3 separate regions of the Sus scrofa genome follow, and all the other regions are linked to region 1. The links are chromatin contacts, called in public HiChIP or PLAC-seq maps. All regions are on one chromosome and are shown on one strand. Each heading gives the region's core, a stretch centred on a gene start, on an enhancer-like site or on the middle of the called end of the contact. The rest is flanking DNA. Distances are from core to core; before and after follow the strand shown. Region 1 overlaps NFE2L2 (nuclear factor erythroid 2-related factor 2). Region 2 overlaps NFE2L2 (nuclear factor erythroid 2-related factor 2). Region 3 overlaps AGPS (alkyldihydroxyacetonephosphate synthase, peroxisomal).

Evidence for each region. HiChIP or PLAC-seq counts read pairs in DNA pulled down with a chosen protein or histone mark.
Region 2: an H3K27ac HiChIP or PLAC-seq map of alveolar macrophages shows a contact between it and region 1. The contact joins two enhancer-like sites. A contact is called at or near these places in 4 of 47 Hi-C or Micro-C datasets (embryonic fibroblasts, epiblast stem cells, fibroblasts and 1 more) and 2 of 2 datasets of contacts at active chromatin or transcription factors (alveolar macrophages and skeletal muscle).
Region 3: a contact with region 1 is called in an H3K27ac HiChIP or PLAC-seq map of alveolar macrophages. The contact joins two enhancer-like sites. A contact is called at or near these places in 1 of 5 promoter capture datasets (liver), 20 of 47 Hi-C or Micro-C datasets (adipose tissue, alveolar macrophages, embryonic fibroblasts and 11 more) and 2 of 2 datasets of contacts at active chromatin or transcription factors (alveolar macrophages and skeletal muscle).

The regions. Positions count from the first base shown.
Region 1 is chr15:83,099,831-83,103,965 of Sscrofa11.1, forward strand. The region is part of intron 2 of NFE2L2 (nuclear factor erythroid 2-related factor 2); the gene reads right to left. Among named protein-coding and RNA genes, the nearest start is that of AGPS, 44 kb to the right of the region's middle. Within about 2 kb of position 2,216, at least 14 of the 83 cell types and tissues checked have an H3K27ac peak or open chromatin away from gene starts, as enhancers often do. A contact at or near this core is called in alveolar macrophages, where this site is marked.
Region 2 is chr15:82,977,121-82,981,255 of Sscrofa11.1, forward strand. NFE2L2 (nuclear factor erythroid 2-related factor 2) reads right to left here. Exons shown (of 7, transcript XM_021075131.1): 4 at 569-835; 5 at 1-42. The coding sequence starts at 832. Among named protein-coding and RNA genes, the nearest start is that of HNRNPA3, 21 kb to the left of the region's middle. Within about 2 kb of position 2,206, at least 2 of the 83 cell types and tissues checked have an H3K27ac peak or open chromatin away from gene starts, as enhancers often do. A contact at or near this core is called in alveolar macrophages, where this site is marked.
Region 3 is chr15:83,174,441-83,178,575 of Sscrofa11.1, forward strand. All of the region lies in intron 1 of AGPS (alkyldihydroxyacetonephosphate synthase, peroxisomal), which reads left to right. Among named protein-coding and RNA genes, the nearest start is that of NFE2L2, 30 kb to the left of the region's middle. Within about 2 kb of position 2,006, at least 5 of the 83 cell types and tissues checked have an H3K27ac peak or open chromatin away from gene starts, as enhancers often do. A contact at or near this core is called in alveolar macrophages, where this site is marked.

The sequences.
Region 1 (4,135 bases), core at 966-3,465:
AATGAAAATAGTATGTTCACATAAAATCTTTTATACATATGCTCATAGCATCACTATTCATAACATCTAAAAAGTAGAAACAACTCTAATACTATCAATTAATAAATCTGCCTTGTGTCATTTAAGCACCTACTTAATCATAGCTCTCCATTAATCATAGATCTTCTCAAGCCTAGATGGTCTCTTGACCCTTAGAAACTGAGCCTCCCACTTCTCACATTGATATCCCCCAAATAAAGCACTGAGATTGGTCGGCAGATTGTAAACCACTATTGGAAGGTCCTAGCACAGATTCACTCAAAGGGTCATATCTCATTCCGAAATTCAAGATGTAGTAGAAGGCTTGTCTCAAGGTGCAAATGGAATGAGAATAGTGCACTCTGTCTGGCAATCCAGAGGCCATCTCCTCTCCCTTCTCTCAGTTTAATAACCAGATATTTTCAGCTTTACCTGATTCTACTCCTATAATTAAGATCTAATAATGAAAATGAAGGTATAAGGCATGGATTTGCAGGACAGGCCTCAAATTTAACATCATTCAGATTTAATGTATCAGTAAGCACCTGGAACGTAAGAAAAAGATGTAATACATAACATCCACAAAATCACAAGGGATATACTGAAGACATGTTCCAGTGTTTACCTGCTGGGGCTTATATTCAAGGCTGAGCTATGTACCTTGACAGCCACAGTAGGATAAACATTTACAGATTCTTTCTGTGCTTAAATATGGACATTAGTAAAACAAGGAAACATGTTCTTTTTTTTTTTTTTTTTTTTTTTTGTCTTTTTAGGGCCACACCTGCAGCATATGGAGGTCCCCAGGCTAGGGGTCGAATCGGAGCTGTAAGCTGTTGGCCTACGCTCAGTTTCTAAGGGTCAATAGCAAGGCCAGAGATCGAACCTGCATCCTCATGGATACTAGTCAGATTCATTTCTGCTGAGCCACAAGGGGAACTCCAAGGAAACATATTCTATCAAATGACATAAAATGATATCAAAAATTAGGGAAAGGGGGAGTTCCTGTCGTGGCACAGTGGAAACAAATCCAACTGGGAACCATGAGGTTGTGAGTTCAATCCCCGGCCTCACTCAGTGGGTTGAGGATCGGCATTGCTGTTAGCTGTGGTGTAGTTCCTAGATGCGGCTCCAATCTGGCACTGCTGTGGCTGTGGTGTAGGCTGAAGCTATAGCTCTGATTAGACCCCTAGCCTGGGAACCTCCATATGCCACTAGTGTGGCCCTAAAAAGACAAAAAAAAAAAAAAAAAAAAAAAAAAAAAAAAAAAAAAATTAGGGAAAGGGCTTAGGCTACCAAAACTTTAGAGAAATCCAAAAAGGATTTTAAATGGATTTTTATTTTTAACCATCCTGGGACACAATTTGGACCTAAATAAATGTCAAATAAACCTAGTATAATAATTTTTGAAGATCTATTCTTCACAACAGACAAATAATACACTGCAAGAACCACGGCTGCCCCTGACATTTGTGGGGCCGAGGGAAAGTACAAATGGAGGTCTAGATCCCATATCTAACTATGTAAAAGTTACAAATAAAATGTTCTATTTTCCTAACTCGATAACCCTATCTTCCTAATGATCCGAAGAACAAGTTTTAATGTGTAATTCTTGAACTTTTTGGAGTCCTGCAATAGGACATAGAGGCATGGGGTTTGCTGGACTCCAGGCTGCAGCTGCCCCTCTTCTCTTCTCTTCCCATCCCTGGCTCTGACCAAGAAAAGCCTCTCATGCAGGAGTGTGGCTGCCCCAGACCACACATCCACACATCCCCTGGCAACCCTCATGCTGAAGAGTGGGTGTACTGTTGGCATGTCTGCCCTTGAGAGGAGAGAACCAGGAAGGAAGTGTAGGCAGGCCTGGAAATTGGGCTTGGAGCACTGGGGCTAGGAAATGCTCCGAAGTGGTCCAAGGTACTCGGAGTGTGGTCTAGAGGGAACTGATGTGAGTTCTGATGGGAGTATTCTCTTGGTCCCAGTCTTTTCATCCTGTGGTGAGGGGCACAGCCAGGGAGGGTCAGAACAGGGCCCTCTAAAAGCTGAAAGGGTATATCAGAGGAGCCCAGAGCATTCTGGAATGTGATAATTAGTCTAAGACACAGAATCCTGGCACATACCTCAGGCCTGCTTTAGCAGGAGGCAGGAGGCCAGATCAAGCTTGTCCAGACAGGGAAGAGGGATCATGCCTCACTTGCCCTGGAGGGTTCAAAGAAGCTTATCAATTCCTGGCTAAGAAAAACAGCCCAACCTGGGAGAGACTGCCCAGATCTGAATGCTGATTTAGTTAATGATTTAAAGGGGCATTCACCTTTTTATTTTATGGGGAAAATATCTAAAAGATTCGGGTGTTACTTTTATCAGGACCATTGAACTCTGTCCTCCTTGCTGTGAGCCCTACCCCTCCCTGCCCTCCACTGTTCTCAGAGCACAAGGGACCCATCAGCCTTCAAGTGTCTTCCTCTTAGCATGTTATGAGTGTTAATGATTTTAGCAATAATCCTGATTACTGCCCTCATCCCTTTGGCCATTCATGGCCTCCTGTTTTCGTATTCCCCATCCCAAATGAAATCTACCATGTATGCACTTTCTGTTTCTGCTTTAAAGCAGAAGATGTTGCTGGGGAAAATTTAGAAATCTGATCCAAACCAATGTCAGCTGACCATTCCAGCTGAGCCCTCACCACCAACAGGCAATCGCTGGATTTTTCAATCAAGATAGATGCCTTCCGGGAGTTCCCATTGCGGCTCAGCAGTAATTAAGCTGACTAGTATCCATGAGGATGTGGGTTTGATCCCTGGCCTCACTCAGTGGGTTAAGGATCTGGCATTGCAGTAAGCTGTGGTGTAGGTTGCAGATGCAGTTTGAATCCCGAGTTGCTGTGGCTGAGGTGTAGGCCAGCAGCTGTAGCTCCAATTTGATCCCTAGCCTGGGAATTTCCACATGCCATGGGTGCGTCCCTAAAAAGACCAAAAAAAAAAAAAAAAAAAAAAAAAAAAAAAGATAGATACCTTCCCCCCTCCTTTTCTACATCTTTCCTACTGCCCTCAAGCTACAATGGCACCTCCTGCACGTTGTTCTCATCTTGTAGGATGGAAGAGATCAAGACTCCATAACTTGAGCCTCCTCTTTCTGCGTATTCTCTGCCAAGAAATATTTACACAAGATAATTCCTTTTCTCCTTCCCTCTCATTTCAGAGGGAGAAGGGGACCCTCTCCTTTCTAGGTCTGTTTTCCTCTTAAGTCCTGGAGTCCGTGGATTCCTACTCTCTGCAAACCTACACATGGTTCCCTCTCTATTCTATATCTTCTGTTTCTTAGCATGCTAGTTTTCTTACTTACTCTTCACCATTTCAAAATCTCCTATTTCTTGGCCTCTCTTCTACTCCTCCTCCCAATCTATCAGTGCCTTCCTGGCTCGTTTCTATCACTGTTGAGCCTAGTGCCATTGCCTATCACTTCGAACATTTTTTTTTCATTGCACTGTCAATTTCCTTGGTGCTTGGTCCTTCTGTCCCATCTCCCAGCAAATTACAAGTCTTGGATCAATTGACCACCAATTTTTTCAGCTCTTACCATTAATACCCCACGTTATTAAAGAAAATCACACAATTACGTGGACTAGTGCCAATAGCAATTTTGATCTCTTGCTGGTTATACTCTCAAGAGGTAATAATTCTTCTACTTGCCCTTCTTTGCTTAATCCCCTCTCCTACTTCCCTTGGTAATAAATCTAATCCTATGGCATGCTCAATCCCTACCCTTTTATTCATTATCTTCCAATCATTTCCTTTCTTCTTTCCTTCCTCCCTCTCTTTGTTTCACATTCGCCAATACCTGAGATGTACCTTATATTCTTCTTTCTTTTCTTCTACCCAATCCAGTCAGTAGCTACATCCTGTAGATCTCCCCTCCCATATATTTCTTAAATTTCACCCTCTCCTTTTAATTTTGTCATTTTCTTAATTCAGGCACTCACCATCTCTGCTGGCCCTTTTCAGTTGTCTCCTAAATGGTATTCACTGATATTAGCCTCATCTCTCTCCAGTTTATCTTGAATAGTTTTCAGGGAAGGGAAGGGTGAGTTGGGGTGGGAGGAGGAGGGACGAGTCAAAAGAGA
Region 2 (4,135 bases), core at 956-3,455, 120 kb before region 1:
GTCAACAAAATACAAAGCATCTGGTTTGGGAATGTGGGCTACCTGCATAAAAGGGAAAGATATACAGGAAGAAAAAATTGTTCAGTGTTCATACAATGTTTACAGTCTAGTTAATCAGACATTTCTCTTATTGCAAAAGTCATTTTAATAAAGAGCAGACAATCAAACCAGACTATTTGGTTTCAAATCTTGGCTCCCCCAATTTCTGGGCAGGTCATTTAACCTCTTTGAGCTCCGATTGCTCATCTGTAGATAAAGTAGGATAATGGCAATTAATTCATATACTGTGTTGATTAAATGTTTCAATATCTCAAATGTTCAAATTACGTGATGTTTTTACAGTTTATAAATCTCTCTTCATGTAATTTATGTCCTAATCCTTATACTCTGAGGTAGGTCAGTCAAGGCTTGAACTTCATCAGGAGGCCAAGGTTGGGAAGTTGACTTATTAAGGTTGTTAACAGTAAAAGGCAAAGCTGGAACTCAAATTCAGATGTTTTAACTCCTGAGTCGCTATTTGTTCTTTAAACCCTGCCATGCACCTTCCCAAGAACCAAGTACCCTGTACCTGGGAATAGTCGGCAGATCCACTGGTTTCTGACGGGATGTGTTGTGCTGGCTGAATTGGGAGGAATTCGCCTGTCTCTTCATCTAGTTGTAACTGAGCGAAAAAGGCTTTCTCTTGCTCCTTTTGGAGTTGTTCTTGTCTTTCCTTCTCAAGTTTTCTCTGTTTTTCCAGCTCATGCTCCTTCCGTCGTTGACTGAAGTCAAATACTTCTCGACTTACTCCAAGGTCTATATCTTGCCTCCAAAGTATGTCAATCAAATCCATGTCCTGTGTTTAAAACAGAAAAAGAAGGAGAGAGGCCATAGTTAAAAATTTAGTTTTATTTTTAATTGATGTATATTTAATTTACAGTGTTAATTTCTGCACCAGCTTCACATTTGTTTTCTCATTACATTAGGCCGAAAAGAAGTCAGTTCTATCTCCTCTGTTCTAATTAATGGGATTTAGTTGTTCAACTGATTCAGTGGCTCCAGCTGATTTCAGTGGCAGAGAAGGTTGACCACTGTGGCTGGGGGCCAAGGTTTGGGGGAATTAAAATGGTTTTTAAATGGCGGATACCACATAATTTACACTGTCATTGCTGATGGTGGCGGGTAGGGAGATAACAAAATCTGAATGGAAACACAGATCACTTAATTCATTTTATCGTAGTAGTAGTATTTTGCTTTTGGGGCTGCACCTGCAGCATATGGAGGTTGCCATGCTAGAGGTGGAACCGGAGCTGTAGCTGCCAGCCTTCACCACAGCCACAGCAAGGCAGGATCCGAGCCATGTCTTTGACCTACACCACAGCTTTCCCACAACGTCGAATCCCTGACCCGCTGAGCACAGGCAGGGCTCAAACCCGCAGCCTCATGGATAGTTGGATTCGTTTCCGATGTGCCACAGTAGGAACTCCCTGTGTCTATTCATTTTTTTAAAAACCACTTACACAGCCATCCATTAATCACTTATTGGCTTATTAACAATTTGGGTACAGCAGAGACCACTAAAAGCAAAGTAACAAATTTTGCACATAAACGTTGAGTTAAATCCCACCCTTGTTTAACAGGATATAAAAATCAGTGCATACACACCAAGCACTGGTTTATTATGAGAAACGGTGTTTGGAAAACATGATTGAATAGGTGGAATTTTTCTAAACTTGCTCAGCAAATAGCCAATTTACAGGAGTGGGGGAAGAATCCAAGTTAAAGACTAGCAGTCAGTCAGTCTAGCAGTTGTGAAATATTCTTTTGCTCTTTCCTACAGTTGATTATCTTTTTTCTGTCCTTTCTTTTTACTAACTTTTATATTATTAAAAACCATTTTGGGAGTTCCCGTTGTGGCTCTGCGGTTAACGAACCATGAGTTCGCAGGTTTAATCCTTGGCCTCACTCAGTGGGTTAAGGATCCAGTGTTGCCATGAGCTGTGGTGTAGGTTGCAGACATGGCTTGGATCTGTATTGCTGTGGCGAAGGCCGGCAGCCACAGCTCTGCTTTGCCCCCTAGCCTGGGAGCTTCCACATGCCTTGGCTGTGGCCCTAAAAAGACAAAAACAGAAAGCAAAACAAAAAAACCATTTCGTCTTGTAGTTCCCACTGTGGCGAAACTTAATGGGCGGCATCTTGGGAGCACTGGGTTAAGGATCCAGCATTGCTGCAGCCACAGCTTAGGTCATGACTGTGGTTCAGATCTGATCCCTGGCTTGGGAACTCTATATGCTGAAAGTGAAAAATACAAACATTCCCTCTTGCTTTGACTTTTAGCTCCTGGGGTATGAACAAATTAGTTAAGTCCTAGCAAATGGTAATATGATGTGTGGGTAAGGCAAGAGATTCTCCAAAGAATTGAGAAAGGAGCAGTGTCCACTAGCCTCACTCTTGAGAAACAGTAAGTGATCCTCTTAATAATAACAAACCACACATGCTCCAAGGAAGGATGAAAGGTATTGACATTTAAGATATGAGGGGACTCTTAAAAGGGAATTGGTAGACACAGCAAGCACAAACATCAAACTTTGTGCCGCGGTTCTGATCATGGCTGGCAGCATCAGACAGCCAATGCATCCACAGCTCTACTACTTTCAGGCTCCGAAGGACAAAAACAGCATGGCTGTTGCTGCAGTGAGCAGTCAGGCTATTTCTCCCAATAAAGGCTGAACAGACCTCCCAGCCAACTGGACTGTAGAAACCACTTGATTGAAAGTTGGTGTTAGAATCTCAGATGCTGTGAAAACCCTGCTCATGAGGTTCGTTAATCTAGCTTTAAACAGTTAATATACAGTACAAAGCACACAACAGTAGGTATAGTTAAAACAGTATCTGTAGCTCTTGAGAACTGGCTTTCTGTACATCCCAAGCATTGTTCTAAATACTTTAGATATACAAACCATGAAAATCACATAAAGATAACATGTATCCCTGTTTTACAGATAAGCGTATTGAGGTTTAAAAAGAAGAGATACTACTAGAAAGTGCCAGGCAGCCTCAAACCTGGACTCAGGCTTTTTTAACCATTAGCCTACACTAAAAATATGAAACCCGATCACTGGATGATGGTTCCTAAATTGGACAGGATATAAAAACCGTTGTATATACAGACTTTGCCTTGACATCTTGGTGGTGTGAAGAAGTGGTCACTTTACAGAAGGCTGTATAGAGCAAATATCCCCTGGCTTATTTTCCTGGCAACAGTAAAAAAATAGAAATCATAGAGCATTCAGTCATACATGGCTATCTTCTCAGGGGACTCCCCACTTTAAAAAAACCGTGAGCAGAATTCCCATTTTAAACATAATTTGTTTCCATTTTAATGGACATGTTTACCCAAAGGCCCAACAGAAAGGTCAAAGATATAAAGAGAAACCTACTTTAAAATTCTAATTAGGTTGGGAGCCATCTCTTCTAAGTGAATCAAGATATAGCTGAGTATCTTGTCTGGGCCCTTCTCCAGGGCCCTTCTCCAAACTGGAGCTAACGGACTCAGGTGCTAAGGAGACAGAGCATACTCGCCCCTACTTAACAAATGCTAGCGCTACAAATTAAAAGCATATTCATGCAGTCTCAGTTGAACTCCAGTGTCTCAAAGTAAGCAGTACCTGTTCTATCCCCTAAAAAACTGACATGGAAAGCACATTGAGTTCTTCGGAAGATCTACAATAGAGAAACCCAAATACTTGTTCGTGCTCCTGGGGGCCGCTCGGACACATCTCTCCTCCATGTTCTCCAGACTGCCTCGGCTTGAGGAGTCGTCTTAGGAGATCCCAGGATAAAAACCAGTACCCAGTTTTGACTTTTTGGCCACCCCAGCAGCATATGGAAGTCACCCGGCCAGGAACTGAATCTGAACTGCATCTGTGACCTACACTGTGGCAACACCAGATTCTTAACTCACTCTGCTGGTCTGGGGATTCAAACCCACACCTCCGCAGTGACCCAAGCCACTGCAGTTGGATTCCTAACCCACTGCACCACAGCGGGAACTCCCAGGTTTGACTTTTTCATAAAAGAACTGAAAGAGCACTGAAGAATTTCTGTTGGAAACACCTTACAAGTATGACTATTCCAAAGCATCCCTAGAACCCAG
Region 3 (4,135 bases), core at 756-3,255, 74 kb after region 1:
GTTGGGGAGAAGTGTTAAGTTGACCTGTCCAGAAGCCTGATCTTGTTAGGGTCCCAGAATCAGTCATATTAGATAGTTTGACTTGTAACTACCTTCTCTAGTGACCAAAGCCAGAGTGCCAATAGACTAATTCATGATGAAAAAAACAAAACTGTCAAGCCTCTTAAACATTTCAGTTGGCTAGTTTTTCTCTGTAGGAAATATAGTTGGAAGAGGGAGTTTGGTGAGTTTTAAAACAGGGCAAGAGGAAATATTTTAAGATTCATATGTTCGTTGGTGTCAAGCTTTCAAATCCTGATGGCATTTATCTAAGTTAAATGTTTTAATGGTCTTAGAACTGTGAGATTTGTAGTAGTTTAATTAAGTGGTGATGATCTATCCATGTCTTCTATTTGAGTTTTCTATTCTTTTTCTGTAAAGGGGCTTTCTTTTATAGTATGCATAAATTATTATGCTTATAACTAAGCTACTTAGATTAACAACTTTTTGAAATGAATTAATTCTACTGTTAGATCAAGAAACTAAGCATTGGGAGTTCTCGTCATGGCACAGTGGTTAACAAATCCGACTAGGAACCATGAGGTTGTGGGTTCGATCCCTGGCCTTGCTCAGTGGGTGAAGGATCCGGCATTCCCGTGAGCTGTGGTGTAGGTCGCAGACGTGGCTTGGATCTGGTGTTGCTGTGGCTCTGGCGTAGGTCAGTGGCTATGGCTCCAATTAGACCCCTAGCCTGGGAATCTCCATAACTGGGTGAGCGGCCCTAGAAAAGGTAAAAAGACAAAAAAAAAAAAAGAAAAAAGACAGTAAGCATTGTAAATAGCGGTATAGGAGTTTTGCCATTAAGTCTTTAGAAATAACTTTAAATGTACTTTAAAGCATGTATGTTTTAAATTAAATTTAGAATTAAACAGTATTCTGCAGATTTCATCCCTCATTAGGCCTTTGCATTTCTAATGGGAACTCAGCTTCGAGTTCCTAGTTTTTTTAAAATAAAAAAGCTAGTAGGAATATTATTTTATTTATAGGAATTTTTTGTAGCATGTCTTTTCAAGGAAATATTTATTTTATTTATCAAATCTTGGTATCTTTCTCATCTATTTGTTGTTCTTGTTCACACCCTTGGCATGCTGAAGTTCCCAGGACAGGGATTAAACAGCAGTGACCTCAGCCACAAGCAATGATAACTGCTGGATCCCCAACCTGCTGAGCCACCAAGGAACTCCCTTTCTCATCACTTTTATTTTTTACTTCACTTTCATGATTTTCTTTGGATTATTTGGATCTTAAAGCATTAAGCACATAACCAGATAGTAAGGATTTTAATCAGCACCAAAAATACCCTTGAAAGATTTAAAGAAAATTTTTAACTTCTACATATGTATGGAATTAATTTGAATTTAACTGATACCGAGCTTGGTTAATTAGAAATCAGCATTGGAGCTTAGGTTTCATACTTTAGTTTTTATTTTTCAAAAGCCCTGAAATCATATGCTCTTTTTCTTATTGTTTAAAATAGGAAAATATAGATAAAAATTTGGTTTTCATCTGAACTGAGTAGTGATGTATCTTTGTTAGAATTTTGATTATTGGGATTGTTTTGGAAAAAGATCCTTTTTTTAAGTTATCAGTTAGCTGAAGTTTTTTTTAAATTGCTAACCCAAATAAAAATAGCTCAAAGCAAATTTTTCTTTATTTTCTAATGAAAAATATGATTAGAAATAGTAATCAAAGGAAGTATACATTCATATCAGGATGCTTGCAGCTTATCACTTTTAGAGGATATTAATCTAATAATAGAATAATATTTGTAATTTGTACAGACTTAAAAGTGAAATTTTCCTATTTTAAGAATAGAATAACTCCATGATTTTCATAAAAATAATGCTAAATCTAAAATTTCTGTTAAAATTGTTGAAACAACAGCACTGTGAAATACATACTACTGAGTATGTATATCATAGGAGAATACTGCCACCTTGTGTGTATGTGATGCTATTTTATGTCTTTCTCTTTTTTTTTTTTTTTTGGTTATGCCAGATATAATACGTTTTTTCACTATTTGGTACTGTGGCCAGATGTATAAATGTGTAAAACATTGGAGTTTTTTGGTGTGTGTGTGTGGTAAAATCAATCCAGTTTTTTTTTTTTTTTTTTTCACTTGATTGGAGGGGTCGTCATGTGTTTTGTTCTAAGAATTGAAAAATCTGAGAGATCAGTCTGGTTAATTGAACTGTATGGTTAGTTGAGAATTGAATTATTTGAATCTTCAGTGCTTGTGGGATCCTTATTCTGAGTAGCACAATTAAATTCATAGTCTTACAGATAAAGGGAATACAAATCATTGTGCTTCCTGACATAACCAAATTCCTTGATTTTTAAATATTTTCCTTTCCGTCACTTCCGGAAGAATGACTATAATAATAACACGTAGTAGTGCTTAGAAAAATAGTAATGTGATGAAGAAAAGGTTCCTTTAAATCATTTTGGTTACCTAAGAGCATGACATAGTGAGTTTCAGATATTCCTCTCTAAAGAGTAAGAATGACAAGACTGGGAGATCGTTTTCTGATACAACTAGGTTAGCACTTCTCTGGGTACAAGTTTCTTCATCTGAAAAATGAGCAATTGAACTGAATGGCTTCTGAGAACCTCTGTAGCTTTAGAATTCTATGACCATGTAAAGTTTTACTCTAATTTTTGAAATGTTAGTACTATGATGCCCCTTAGTGTACTCATTACATTCTTCTATATAAGAAGTTAAAGCTTAATATAATCACATAATTGTGTTTAACAGTCATAGAAAATGTTAGTAATTTGAGGGGATACGTGTATATAAAAGTTTAAAACCGGAAGCCTAGGAAATTTGCCTACTATTTATTTAACATATGGGGTACTTTGAAAGTCTTGGGAGTTTGCATTGTGGGTAACGAACCTGACTAGTATCCATGAGAATGTGGCTTTGATCCCTAGCCCCTAGCAGTGGGTTAAGGATGTGGCATTGACCTGAGCTGCAGTATAGGTCACAGACGTGGCTTGGATCCCACGGATCCCATGTTGCTGTGGCTGTGGTGTAGGCCGGCAGCTGCAGCTTGGATTAGATTGCTAGCCTCAGCCCTAAAAAACAAAAACAGCAAAAAACAAAAAAAGAAAATGTCAGAAGATTCGTTTGGGGGTAACTTAGATTTTTACTATACACTATTTAAGCAACATTGCATTTTTTTTGGAGATACAAATGTGTTACAAATGCCTGCATTTCAACTTCTGGAAAGCCTCTAATAGTTGGTATTAATATGGCAAGGCCCATATTTTAGGCAGAATTTTGAAGTTCTTTATTACCCAACTCAACAATTTAAGTTCAAGAGTCTTAAGTTTGTAAATCTCTTTGTTTTTCAGCATACTGCAACTGGAATGTGATTATTAGAAGAAAACATTGAGCAATGTTTTAAAGCAGGCTCATCTACAGTTCCAATGCTCTGGATTTGATACTGTTTAAGGTGTTTTACAGTTTGTTTTTGTATAGGGACTATAGTATTTATTGATAACAAACTAATTTTTTTTTTTTTTTGGTGGCGCCTAAAGCAAGTGGAAGTTCCCAGGCTGAGGTTGACCCCGAGCCACTGCAGTAACTACACTGGATCCTTAACCTGCTGAGCTACTGGGGAACTCTGAAACTAATTTTAAAGAGAGCATTTCTAGTTTCTTTTTTCTTAATTTTATGTATACATGGGGATTTCATTACACAGTTAATGACTGTATTTGGTTCATTGTTTTAGTGTTCTCCTTGTTTGAAAAGTCTTTGAACTGGAAGGGAATTATGATTGTAATAAAAGGTTTGCTTGTCAGTTGTCATTTTCTTCCTTGAGAATTATGGAGAATTAGAATACTTCTCAGTGAGTACATCTTTGTTTCTTTTGGCTTTTTTTTTTTTTTTTTTTTTTTTAATTGAAGTAAGGAGTTCCCTTTGTGGCACAGTGGAAACAAATCCAGCTAGTATCCATGAGGATGCGGGTTCAATCCCTAGTCTCACTCAGTTGGGCTAAGGGTCCGGTGTTGCTGTGAGCTGTGGTGTAGGTCATAGATGCAGCTTGGATCCTATGTTGTGGTGGCTGTGGCACAGGCTGGCAGCTATAGCTCT